Regions from separate parts of the Hordeum vulgare genome. Here region 1 is linked to region 2. The links are chromatin contacts, called in public Hi-C maps. All regions are on one chromosome and are shown on one strand. Each heading gives the region's core, a stretch centred on a gene start, on an enhancer-like site or on the middle of the called end of the contact. The rest is flanking DNA. Distances are from core to core; before and after follow the strand shown.

Evidence for each region. Hi-C and Micro-C count contacts between places; a contact is called where the count stands out from the background.
Region 1: a contact with region 2 is called in a Hi-C map of leaf, with 4 times the contacts expected there. The contact joins two enhancer-like sites. A contact is called at or near these places in 4 of 6 Hi-C or Micro-C datasets (leaf and seedling).

What each region holds. Positions count from the first base shown.
Region 1 is chr1H:492,195,564-492,202,482 of MorexV3_pseudomolecules_assembly, reverse strand. No RefSeq gene overlaps it. Among protein-coding and RNA genes, the nearest start is that of LOC123449102, 6.5 kb to the right of the region's middle. Within about 2 kb of position 3,517, at least 1 of the 3 cell types and tissues checked has open chromatin away from gene starts, as enhancers often do. A contact at or near this core is called in leaf, where this site is marked.
Region 2 is chr1H:492,048,928-492,055,633 of MorexV3_pseudomolecules_assembly, reverse strand. No RefSeq gene overlaps it. Among protein-coding and RNA genes, the nearest start is that of LOC123449081, 12 kb to the right of the region's middle. Within about 2 kb of position 3,368, at least 1 of the 3 cell types and tissues checked has open chromatin away from gene starts, as enhancers often do. A contact at or near this core is called in leaf, where this site is marked.

The DNA.
Region 1 (6,919 bases), core at 2,268-4,767, 150 kb before region 2:
ACAAAATCTTTCCCGCTTGTTTGCTTTTTAGGGTTGGAGACCATAGTATTTCTTTTCTATGGTGTATTTACATGTAACTCTAACGGAAAATTTTCAACCTCCGCAAAAATATAGAAGCGGGAATTTTCATAGAGACCAGTCTAATGGATTTTTTTAGTTGCATAAAAAATAAATATGGCATATTTATAAACTGTCAAACTAATCCCAATGTTCTTCCTTGGCGCAACCAACCAACATCTAATTACATTTCCCGGTGTTTTGAATTCTTGTAAAATTCAACTATATCACGACAACCAATATGTACTCTTTCCCCGTAGCTGTGTTTTTTACACATCTTGAATTCAATAGATGCCTTAATAATTGTTTCACTTTTGCTTCGGTACACCCTTCCTCCCTCCTAAAAATAAAAAATACACACCTCGCATGATTCAAACTTGAGACCACTAGGTAGCACTCAAACAGTGGTAACTAACAGGACACTTTTGTTGTTGTGACTTTATTCTTCTTTTCTCTTCTTCAACCTTAACTATCTAATAAAAATTTACATGTTCCGCTCCTCCGTTATCATCCCTCATGCCTAATTTTCGTTCGCACGCGGCCCTAAACTATCCATAGTGATTCTTCTTAAGGATTCATTTGCACTACATTCGATTAAAAAAAATTAAATCCACTGCTACATCTTGTTTTGAATCCTATGTTTTTCCGGTGTACAATCAAACATTCATGGAATCCTAGTGTATTAAAGATGGCATGACATTCTATTTATATGTTTTTCTTGTTCTTTCATTTTAGAAAATCCTACAAATATAAGAAGGCTCAACGATGTGGAGAGGCAGATCGCCTGATGTGGAGAGGTCAGGCGTGGGTGAAGCCCGAGGGCGCTCAGCAGTGGCGGCTGCGGCAGCCAAGTCATCGACGCCAGGAGAGTGGACAGTGCCTGGATTTATTTCATGATTCCCGGCGATACGTTTTTAGTGGAAGGAGACGTTCCCGTCGACCACGAGGCGTCTACAGTTACTTCGTAAATCTCAAGATAATATGCCGGATTAGTCTATCGAAGGTGTTCATAGAGGTAGGATGTGCGTGTATACATTCATACAGGTGAGTGTATGTGCGTTTACGTCTGTATTATGTTAAAAAAAAAAATCAACAGAACCATCATCATGCTTCTATCTACTACCTGCAGAGCTTGACTAGAAAGGTCTTGTGTGCACCGGTGCTGGGGACATCGCCCACATGCAGACGGAGAAAAACCGCGAGCTTAGTCTGACACAGCTACTTGGACTTTAGACTTCTAACTTTCTTTACCCCGAAGGCTAAGCTGAATAGTAGTAGCACCCACTGCCAGTAAATATTTCTCAGGCGTAGTTCAAATCTTTCATCTTTTCTTTAGTAGGATTTTCTCCGTCTCAAAATAAGTCTCAAGCAGCGTGCCGTAACGGAGACTCGGTGTCTCATGCATGGAGATGGATTCGTGCAGGAGATGGAAGCTCTCTGGCGTCATGATGGCGTCGATGATAGAGAGGTCTAGCAAGTCGGTGTGTTAGTTTCTTCTCTGAAGATGAATTGGTGAAAGATGACGGCGACAACACATGAGAGTGCGTCGGACCGGTTTGTATCCTAAACCCAGTATGTGGCTCGGTAGGGACCTCCGGCTTTAGATGTTAGGCTTTGGTGCGATGTCTGTTTGGTATTAGGTTCGGACTATCGGCACCCCTTCATCAAGTGGTTAGGAGTAGCGATAGTTGTTGCTAAGATGGTGATTTCGGACAAACTGATGTACTACTTGTAAGATTTTTGTGAAAAATTAATAAAATGGCTGCATGCATCGTTCAGATGCAGAGGCCGGCGTAATCCACATTTTTTAAATAAAAAAACCTAGGCCGTCGCTGTTCGTGTTGCTTTCTCTGAAGCATGAACTCCCTGCTTGCCCCCTTGACGCTAGCTTGCAGGAACAGAACACAGAGACAAACTAAAGGGCATGGTTGCTTTGGGCGGAAGGGCTGGACTTGTTAGGTCGGTAGGAATATCTCTGGATGGCTACGGGAGTGGACGGAAAATTCTCGAGAATTTGACAGGCACAACGCTGGCTTCATCGATCGACAGCTAGCGGTCGATGCCACCACTTGGTTTTAACATCAAATCGGGATGGAGCAGAGTAGCCTTTGGTTCTCTGAATACTGCTGCGTGCTGATGGGCGGCAGGTATACAGGATTCCATTGTTAATCTGGGACGCTATCTAATGATCATCTGCCGAAAGTGCATGGGGTGAGAGGGTCACTGTCAAACCAGCATTGAGAAAACGGATCGATCCCATCATCTGTTTAGGACGGCAATGGAAAACAAGATGGGCACCAACAGTTCTCGGGCTGGGAGTGTTTATTTTCTCCTTACTTAGAGAAAGTATAGAATATGACATAGGGTTGATCATGTGCATTTTCTTCCGACCAAATGATGTATTAAAAACAACAACAAGTATAATTGATTCGATGACTGAATGGTGGTGGCCTAGTGGGGTGTAGTAAATTAATTAAGCATTTGACCAGGTTCTGAACTGATCTGCTGTGATGTGGTAACATGGGCATGGCCTCGCTGTCTAAGTTTGACGAGTGTCCACTCCACCCAATGGCGCTCCATGCCCTCCCAACATATATACACCCACCACGCCACATGTCTACGTGCTTATCCTCTGACGTTACCCCTCCGATTTTCTTATGTCCATGTGTTGTTTAAGTTTAACTCGTGCGCCCCAAGAACCAGCGAAATTTACTCCAACTTGCTGCATACGTAGTACCAGCTGGGTTGCTTGTTGATCCGGCTAGTAGAAACCGCGTAGAGGTAATTAGCTAGGTTAGTATACAAATAAATTAAGAAACACATTTACAGTTGAGCCACAGTGAAACCATCTGGCTCGAATATCGGTCCTCGGTCCTAGCTCGCTGTCTCTCTGATAGCTACAGGAAAGATATGCATTGTGGAGAAGACCCTGTGACCGAAGAACGACGACCTGACGCCGCCGGCGCGTATGTACGTGGATCTGAGCCACCCACGGAGCAGGGCCGAACCTGCAACGCGATGGAAGGAAGGTTGACTCGACTGTGGAGGAGGTCGGCACGGCAGCATGCTGCCGCAGCAGTATCCTGGGTTCACCGTCCTGGTCGCGTCGTCGTCGATCGTTGCATGCATATCCAGGATGCAACTTGCATTGCTGCATATACGAGCGTCATGCGCAGCGTTCCAACTTAACTGAGATGGGTCCCCTGACTGTGGTCTCTGAATCCTCATCTACTCGATCGTATGTTCCGATTTTCAACGTACGTGCATGCAGAGATCGAAAGCTAGGACCCCTGACTGTGTATGCTCTAGTTTGTCAACGGTCGCCGAAGTCGGGCGAGCTGGCTGTCCCGGCGCCTCTGGATCGACGTGCTGCGTCTGTCGGATCGGAGCGGGGACCCTCAGTCGAGTCGGGCGCGTCGCTGCCGTGTGTATACATCTACATGACGCGGTAGTCGTCGCCGGCAGAAACTTCCAAGAATTTACACTGAGGAGCTGCCTGCTACTTGCCGTCGATCTAGTACTGATCACCTAGCCTGTGAAGTTGGCTAGCAATGCCATCGATGGATCCTGCTCCACTTTCACCGTCGTACTTATAACCCATAAAATCATTATATTCGTTCTCTATCTGACACTGGCGGTGACTATATAACTAACTAATTGGAAGACTTGGACGCGTCGACATGTGCAGGAGGTATACATACGTGTGGACCATATCACGTGCTTCGCCTTTCGATGTATATACGTGTGTGTGTGCGCGCGCGCGCCTCTGTTAGTGTTGGCATGTAGGTCGTGGTTTCAGATGTACAACATGTTAGAATAATTTGAGACGTGTAGTTGATGGAGAACCAAGCAATCATGCGACACACAACATTGAAATTTGTCAACAAGCTCCCTAGAGCCTGATTATGTGTGCTTCTCCCATGACACCCCTATAGCCTGATTATGGGTGCTTCTCCCATACCACGACCACCCGAATGCTGGCTGGCTCTCCCCACATGCATGTGTTTTTCTTAAGCAACGAGCCTCACTCGTCGGTTTCCATTATGGAAACCGCAAACCGTTATACAATAAGCGTCAAGCCCAAAAGAGAGCTAAAAGAAAGAAACAGCTAAAAAGAAGAAGTCTAGGTGTGAGGATTGTACAACATGTTAGAATAACTAGCAAAAGGGCCCATGCGTTGCAACGGGAGAAAGAAATACCACACACTCTTAATTTATAAAAAATAGTCTATAATCTAAGAATTTGTAGTTACGACACAAATAAAGATGATCTTATCCTACAAAAATGCAGTTTAAAATTTCACGGGTCTTCTATTTTAACACGGCTTGCATGTAGATTTAATACGTACAAAGAATCAATCAAGTGACCTTCAGTTTCATCTCTAATCCTGATTTTGTTGACGTGTTCATCCCCAACCCGGATGAGTACCGGTATGAAAGAAAGACGAATAATGACCTATTTATTAAGATTGCACCCTAGATAGTATTTTTATTAAACGTTTAACAGATAAAATAATATCATATTTAAATTATACATATTTTTCTAATCAAATTTCATATATAATATGTTAAATTTGGAGTTGCGGTTTAAAAGATATGAGTATTTAAAAAAATATTTAATATATACTACGAGTTTAATGTCGTAAATAGTAAGGGCTTTTTTATAAAATCACCTCGGTGGGTTTTCCAACGAAACGATAACCTCTTTATTATTAGGTAAAGATTTGAGACGTGTAGTTGATGGAGAACCAAGCAATCAACCCCTCCCAGCACCTACATGTTTTACATGCATCAACACGCAGGTGGAAGAGACATGGAATACAAGTTCACTTAACGCCAAAAGGCAGCATTATTAGATTACAAAAGCACATATTGGAATTCTAGGTTGATCACCCTTCTATCCTTAACCCCAACGGAGCCCATCCGTGTCTTCTGCTAAAGATCTCCCGCGAAACCTCCTTGATCTCCATTACCCTTCTTCACTTGCGCTTCTGCCTTGGGTTTTCTGCAGAATTTTCCATGAATTAAGTACACAGCAAACTTTGAGCATTACAACTTTTTTTAGTGGGCAAACATAACATTTTGAGATTTATGACATCACCGACACAAACTTCGTCTTCCGCTGAATTAACAACGCTGAAAGTCTGAATTTATAAAAATGTAGGAATCAACGCTAAATTTATGACTTTAAATCAGCTGGTGGGCTAGCTTCATCCAAAGTAAGATAATGATCTGAATTACATTTTTTCGAACACAGTACAAATACAAACGCACATATACACGCGCATACATCCATCTATATGAACGCACACACGTATTCTCTACTCCTATAATCAATTTCGAAAGACTGAGCCGGCATATCATCTTAAAAATTTACGAACCCTCAGTTTGCGCACGTTTCTAAAGTGAGATATAATTAGTGACGTAATAAGGTAGGAAATGCATATATATCTGTCGACGGATGGAGACACACCTACTCTTCTACCGGTCGAAAAGGAGCCACAGGAGCATCTGATCGATCGTCACGGATATACTCGACCTATTTGAAACAAGAGCCGTGTGGGCGCCTTCTTCTGTACAAATAGCAGCCGTAGTTTGTCTGTTAATTTCAGCCTGGATGGATAGCTGGAGTCGGCCGGTGAACCTGGTCACATACCACGGCCTGAACATTTTGGAACAATAGTTTGCTCGCTTCTGTCTCTTCCTTCCTTGGAATTTGATTGACTCACGCCAAAACTACTAATGTGTAGTATGTCTATATATTGCGGCTATCATCGTCGACAGCAACTAGGTGGGACGTCGTACACTTGTATCCTAAAAACCGGCGTGCATGCGCCGTCGATTCCATCCAACTGGAGAATTATTGGTCTATCCTTTTCTACATTTTCGTTCTTGTCAAAGTCTCAAAACTGGTGAAAATTCCCTTGCGCTGATCAGGTATCAAGATTCCCAAGGAAGGAATAATCATCTTCTTTTTTTGGGACGAAGGAATAATCATCTTTATGGGTTATCGCAACACATTTGCATTTGGTGCGCATGTCTGACAAGAAACAAACAAGTACACCAGCAACGCATCTAGAGAACACAAATCATGTACTCCCACATTGTATAGAGGTTGCGTCAAGTAATTCGGATCGGAGGAAGTATGATAGTATTTTTGGTAAAAAACAAATGTATTAGGAACCTTTTTACAAATCATGATGAAACATGGTTTGCATGGCTAGGAATTCTGCTAATTTTAGAAACAGGCATCCATTATATAAACAGGAATATTGTCTGAAATTTCTTCATTGTTGTGTTATTGGTCTGATATTCAGAAGCAAAAACTCAGAAAAGTGTAAATTAACCATGCGTAGCAAAAAGGCAAGTTGAGATTTTCCATCACAGAGAGAGAGAGGGACGGAGCTCATGGAGACGGGAGAGAAGGGTCACCCGTTGATGCGGCTTATCTTTGTTCTTCCTCAGATACTTAGATTGTTCGGTCTTGTGTCTCCACGGGTCCATTGGGACCGTCTCGAGATGCGAGCATGGACGCCTCCTATGGTGGAGGCGTCAACCCAAATCCCTTGGTTGATGTCGGGCTAGGAATGAAAGGAACTGCCTTTTACTCCTTCTACCATGGTTGGTGCATCGTGATGTGGGCGGGTGGTAGTGTCTCGGATATGGATGCCGGGGCGGTGGTCCCGGATGGTGTTCGCATGGGTGGTTTTTCGGCAGGCACCATGTCGAAGGTGGTGACTTTCCCTCTTGGTTGTGTGGGAGGCGGTGGATTGGACACGCTCTCTATCATTGAAAATGGTGGCGCCCTGATCCGGATCTTGTGATCTGATCTCGCTACACCTGGCTTGTGGTGACACCAAGGA
Region 2 (6,706 bases), core at 2,119-4,618:
ATCCTCCAAGCGCGGCGGGCAAAGGGGCACGGCTCGACCGACGCGGCTGGCAACAAAGCAAGTCGCTGACGACGGGGGCATGGCCGTCGGACGACAAGGTGTGGCCGGTAAGGCCGGGCACGACCGGCGTGGTGATGAGGCGCAGCCGACGAGGATGGGCCGCGGCCGACGGAGGCGACGGGGCATGGCCCCCGGACGACAAGGTGTGGCCGGTAAGGCTGGGCACGGCCGGCGTGGTGACGGGGCGCAACCGACGAGGATGGGCCGCGGGCGACGGGCGATGGGATGCGGCCGACCCGGCCGGCCGACGTGGCCGACACGGCCGGCTGGAGGAAGAGGCGGTTGCCGCCGAACTGGAGGAAAGAGCTCTTTACCACATTCTTACAGTCTTTTTTATAGTTTTTTTAAACATATAACTAAAATAAACCGTTAAAATACTTTTTTATCAACCTGTACACTATTTTTACAGTTTGCGTTTTTAATGTGTCTGCTAGAAATGCTCTAAGCTTGTTGGTTTGTCCGAGATCGCCGTGGTCATACTCCACGCGTACGCGGTAATTCAAAGCTGCCAAGTTGCAATCACCGTGCCGCGTTCCCTCCACTTTAATCTATGATATGAACCACCCATGGGTAATCCCTGGTGGTCAAACTGATCAACTCGATCCACTTCCTTGACTTTTACACTCGGTAACCGGCAACTAGTTTTTCTTTCTTTTTTGAGAAAAGCTTGCCAGACTTTTATTGATCAGCTAAAATGTTCAAAGGAATTAGGGGATGTTTGTTTCCAGGGACTTTTTGATGAGGGACTAAAAAAAGTCCTAAAAAGTCCCATGTGAAACAAACAGGAGGGACTTTTAGGGACTAAAAGGGGGTATTTGGGACTATTTGGAGAAGTCTCTATGGAAGGGTCTTTTTGAGACTTTCTGTCACTTTTTCCAACAGTGCCCTACTTTTAGCATGTCATTTAATAACTACTCCCTCTGTTCTTAAATATTTGTTGTTGGGGAGAACTAGGCTAGTTCTCTCCAATAACAAATATTGTGGTACAGAGGAAGTACGTGTTTAACACTTATAGATACATGATTTACATTTGTTCTTACACGATCTAGAATTTAAAAAAATATAAAGTCTTATGTATTACTTACTCTGTACATAAATACTTGTACTTGGGGAGAACTAGTCTAGTTCTTCCCAACTACAAATATTTAGGAATAGAGGGAGTAGTACTATATTACTAAGGATAATATGGTCTTTTTACATGTCATTAAATGACCTTTAGTCCCTATTTAGTCCCTGGAAACAAACAGATAGGGACTAGGGACTTTTAAGTTGGGACTAAAAAAAGTCCCGGAACTTCTCAAACAAACAGGGCCTTACAATCGGATCATGATGTGATCCCAACCACAAATGTCACCCCACAGGATTAGAATTACAATTTACAAGTGAATATGTTGTATCACTTGTTTGCAATCAGAAGATATTTGGAGATGATCCATCCCCATGTCCTGTGCAAATGCCTCCATCATTCCCTGGATGACCAGCAAGGAAGAACCCAGAAAGTTTCCATCACGATCCCTACACTGGCCGATGTCGTTCCAACCGTCCGTTCTGCTGAAACTCCAGCATCTACATTGATTTTCACACGTCCATCCGGTGGGAGGATCCACCTGAAGTTTTGACGAGCCTGTTGTGGATCTGACCTTCTTGGTGTTTCTGGCGTTGTCACTAGCTGATCGAGTTCTGATATAATGTTTAGAATAAACCTGTGAGTATCATGTAGGCTTTGGTGTATACCTTCATGTATGAGTTGTTTGCTCGGTTGGGGCCTACGATTTTAGATGTTAAGCTATGATGCGAAGTCTGTTTAGTATTTGACTTGGACTTTCGGCATCCCTTCATCAAGGATAGGACTAGTGACATATGTTGTCGAGATGATGGATTTAGACGTACTGATGTATTACTTTGTAAGGTCTTTGTAAATAATTAATAAAGTGGATGCATGCATTGTCCAGGCCAGGGATCTTCCTCCTTTTTTGGAAAAAAAAAATCATTGAAACATATGATGACTTGTTTTTTAAGTAAAAAAGGCATGGCGCGATGGTATTTGGCCCGGCCAAATATTGTAGCTGGACGCAAGTTTCTTTTCTCTGTGGTGTTTTTAGATGGTTTTCACTTTCTTTCAGTGGCTCTATGGTTTTCTTTGGTCTTGCGCTTTCCTTATTGCTTTTATTCTTTTTCATCTGTTTTCACTTTTCGCTGGTTTTCTTCATTATTTTCAAAAAATTCTTTTAATTTATGTTAACACATGTCTACATATTCCGTTCGCAGTGTATAGTTTTGTATACATCAGGAACATTTCTTTTATACATATTTCACATTTTCAAACACTTATTTAAGAAGTTTTTATGACTATTTTTTTTTCACACACATTTTACATTTGTGGTGTACATCCAAACTTTTTATATATACGTTTCACATTTTACATGATTGACATATTTTTCAAATACATGTTTTGAACTTTTTCTAATATCTATTAAACACTATTAAAATACATGTTGACACAATTTTTAATGAGAGATAAAAAATTTAAAACTTCGTGAATTCTTTCTATTGTATAAACATTTAAAGAAATGTCATTAATATATTTTTGAAACTCGTAACATTTTTGCCTTCTCGTCTGGCACACCAAGAAACGGCTTGCACCTATTAATTAATTAGTAATTTATCGAGTCAAAAATAAAAATAAAAAAGTATAGTCATACTTTTATTCTTCGCCACCATAAGTAAATACATAACTAGATGATTAATCTAATTATCCAAAAAATCCTCCGATGACATTTTGATTTAATTTGGCTCCTTTAAGGATAATTTCACTCCTTAACATTTCAAATGGAACGAGAGCTCTCCACTTTTTAGATAATCTTTATATAGCAGGATAAATGTAATGTTAATTATTTTGAATGGTACGAAATGTTTTTTTAATTACACAAACATGTTTTACATTAAAAATTTGTTGAAAATGTACATATTTTAGGAAACACGTGAACATTGTTAAAAGTTCAGCAACATTTATTTTTTAAATGCTATCAACATTTTTTTAAAATAGTGATGACAATTTATTACACTGCATTAAAATTTTCCAAATTTGTTGGTTTATTTTTTTTATCAAAGTAAGTGTGGTAATGTATGTATATAATTGTTTTCAGAAATATGTATAAATGTAAAAAAACGAACAAATGAAAAGAAAGAAGCGTATGGAAGACACACGATCACTCACATTGGGTTTTGAACGGGACGCTTCTAGCTGGCTTGGTCTGGCCTATTTATCTGGCTTTGCGGACTCAAAAAAAAGATAGACGCTCTGTAAGGCATGCGTATATATCACTCAGAGCAAATTGTATCGTCACGTCGCTCACACGGCCAGGGTAGCAAGCGCGTGGTTAAGCTTGGTAGTTTAATTCAGTATGCCATGGGAAAAATAAGAGCCAATCAGTACACCAATAAGTACGTAGACAGTGTACATTCTCCCTGTAAATAAATTCAAGTTGTATTAAAAAATAATTTTGAAATATTATTTATTTTGTATTTAAAATATTTATTCTTATATTTTATTAAAAAATGTACTAAAACTATACATCATGTACTTGGAAGTTTTCATGTTCTGTTACACATTTGTTCATTACATATTCTGAAAAAATTAAATTGTCATTTACTAAAAATGTCATTATCTTTGTAAAACATTTTTCGATTGCATATATAAAAATCTACATCGACCAAACATTGAAAAGATGAGTATTTTACGCAAATCATGGTTTATTAAAAGAATGTTCATCAAATATATAAGAAAGTTTACACATTTTTAAAATTATTGAGTATGTTAAAAAATTTATTTTGTACTAATCTTGTTCAAACATTTTCACCAATATTCATATGTTTAAAAAAAATCATGTACTTTACAAAAATCACATGTGTTTACAAAATTCTTGTTATTATAAAAACAACACATCTTTAAAGTATTCTTATAATATAAAAATGTGCGCATATTCCTAATAATGTTCATAAAAAACACATATTTAAAATGGGTAGTGCAATTTTGAAATACTGTTCTGCCATATTTATCAGAAACCATGTGTTCAATAATTGTTCCTCATGTATTTGAAAAAAGTTCATCTGGTATTTATACAAAGTTCATGTATAAAACATAGAATAGAAGTAGAAAACCCAAAAATGTGGGGACACCCCATAAAAGAAATAAATAAAAAACACAAAACACAAAACACAAAACAAAGAAATTCATATGGGTCGGGATGAAAAGTTTGACAATCATCCTTAGAAGCTTCCCAAAACCGCTCGCATCGTACTTAATGAACTGGCCCATTTCTTCCATCGCTTGAGGTGACACTAGTAGTGGTTTCGCACTAAGCTAGTTCTTCCGCACCCACATCCCCACCACAAAAAAGGAAGAGAAAACTAAGCCAAACCTAGTAATTGCGTCAAACTGTCGATCACCCGCACAGAAGCGAGCGTGTGTGCCGACCCATTGAATCTAGGAGTTGTATAATTCCGTTAGAGTAGCAAGGAGTTGGATATTTTCTCCACTAGTGTTTTTGGGAACTTTCGGCGGTTTAAAAAACAAAACAAAAAGTGAAAAAATTTGACACATAAGGGCGACGCGTTCTCTGTAGATCAAGGGAACCGTGTTCCCGTGCCGCTGACAGTGGCAGTGGGGAGCTGGCTTACATCTTGAAGTAAGTATTATATAGCCTTCGTGAGTTACAACACTTGTAAAGGAAAAGATGGGCCATCATATTTTATACCAAACCGTGCCACCTCCATTGGCGAATGGTTTTTTGACATTTTCTATTTGACGCTACAGGCACCAGTTAACCTGCATTTTGTTAACTAGCGCATGTAACATTCTTAAATGGGTTGGCCCATCTAGATGCCGGATGACGAACTCTTTCTGGATAATTCTACAAACTTTTTTAAAAATTGATAATTTTTTAAAATAAATCAACGATTTTTTTTAAATTGATGAACTTTTCTGTGAAAGTCGATGAACCTTTAAATTCTATGAACACGTTTGAATACCGACGAAGTTTTTTGAAAATTGATGAACATCTTTTTCAAAATGGATGAATGTTTTTCAAAAAAGATGAACTTTTTTAGGATTTATGAACTTTTTATAGTTCAATGATCTTTTTTTAAAATACATTAATTTTTTTGTATTTCTATGAACTTTTTTGAAATTTAATGAACTTTTTCCAAATTGGATGAAATTTTAAATTTCAATGAACTTTTTTCAAAATTAATGAACCTTTTTAAAGACATGAACTTTTTTTAAATGGATGAACCTTTTTCTTTAAATTTGTAAACCTTTTCTATTTAATATTTTTATTTTCATAATAGATAGAAAATCCAGGAGCTTTTTCGTAATGTATCAACAGACAAAAAATTGAGCAGCTTGCGAGCGTGCTAGTGGGCCGGCCCAGGCCAGCGACGTTGCCGGCGTCGAATCGATAACTAGTGCGTGCAGCGCTGAATAGGAGCTCCCTTGTTTTCCGGTCCATGTTGCCCATTCCATGAGCGGTGATACAAGCCGCGTTTGGATGTGCAAATTGAGCCGCCTAAAATGGATTTAGTAGTACCTGATTGCAATTCGGTTATTTGGTTGGACTGTTAATTGCCGCTTGGAAACGAAGCTCAAATCTAGCCTTGTATTTCGCCCCGGAAAAGGCTCATTTAAAATCCTCAACTCGTAGAGGTTAGACGAAACGAACCCTCAAATTAAATTCATTGTCGATTGAACTCTCAACTATGTAATTTCGGTCTAAATTTAACCGTGACATCATTTGAGGCATAAAATCATTAATGTGGCCAATGTCATCGGGAATTCATCTGCCTGGTAAGCGAGGCAGCGGCAGTGTTAACCCCGGCACGCACCCGTCCTTCATGTTGGGCCATTCAATTTATCTTTCTTTTGTCCGTTAAAAAATGAGTTTGAAAATGCATTAACTTCAAAAATAGCTTTACTTTTGCTAAAACTGTGAATCTTTTTTCAAAGCTTAGTTAACCTTTTTTCTTTTGAAAATCTGGTTCACGATGTTCTTTTTCCATTTGCTATATCCTACTAGGATGACCACCAGTTTTTATATAGTTTAAAATAACTAAGGCATTTAAAATTCATAAAATTATAAAAACGTATAAAAATTCAAAAAAGGTTCCCGATTTAAAAAATCACAAATTTTAGAAAAAAAAAGGAAAAAGGAAAGGAAATAAAAAAGAAAAAGGGAGCAAGTGAACACAACACATGTGGTGTTTCTCATGGTTGCTTGCATCGGTTGACAACAAGAGGTCTCGGGTTCGAGCCAACCCACGCGCTTATTATTTGTTTTTAATGAAAAACTAAAGCGAGTTGATTTTTTTTTTAACAAAAAAGAACTAAAGTGGTCCGGCCCAACAGGGAGCACGATGTGCACCCTTTGCGAAATGCAAATCTGGTACATCCTTTGCCACATTGACAACCCTCGTTTGAAAATGCCCAAAAGGTTTGATTTAGAACCAGATTGCATTAGGGATGCAATCAACAGGGATTTTGACCTCGGGTTCGTTTTGCCAAACCACTACGGGTTTATAGTTTTAAATGGATTTTTTCCATTTCCTCCCACCAAAACTTCCCTCCAATGATACGAACCTCGCATTCCAA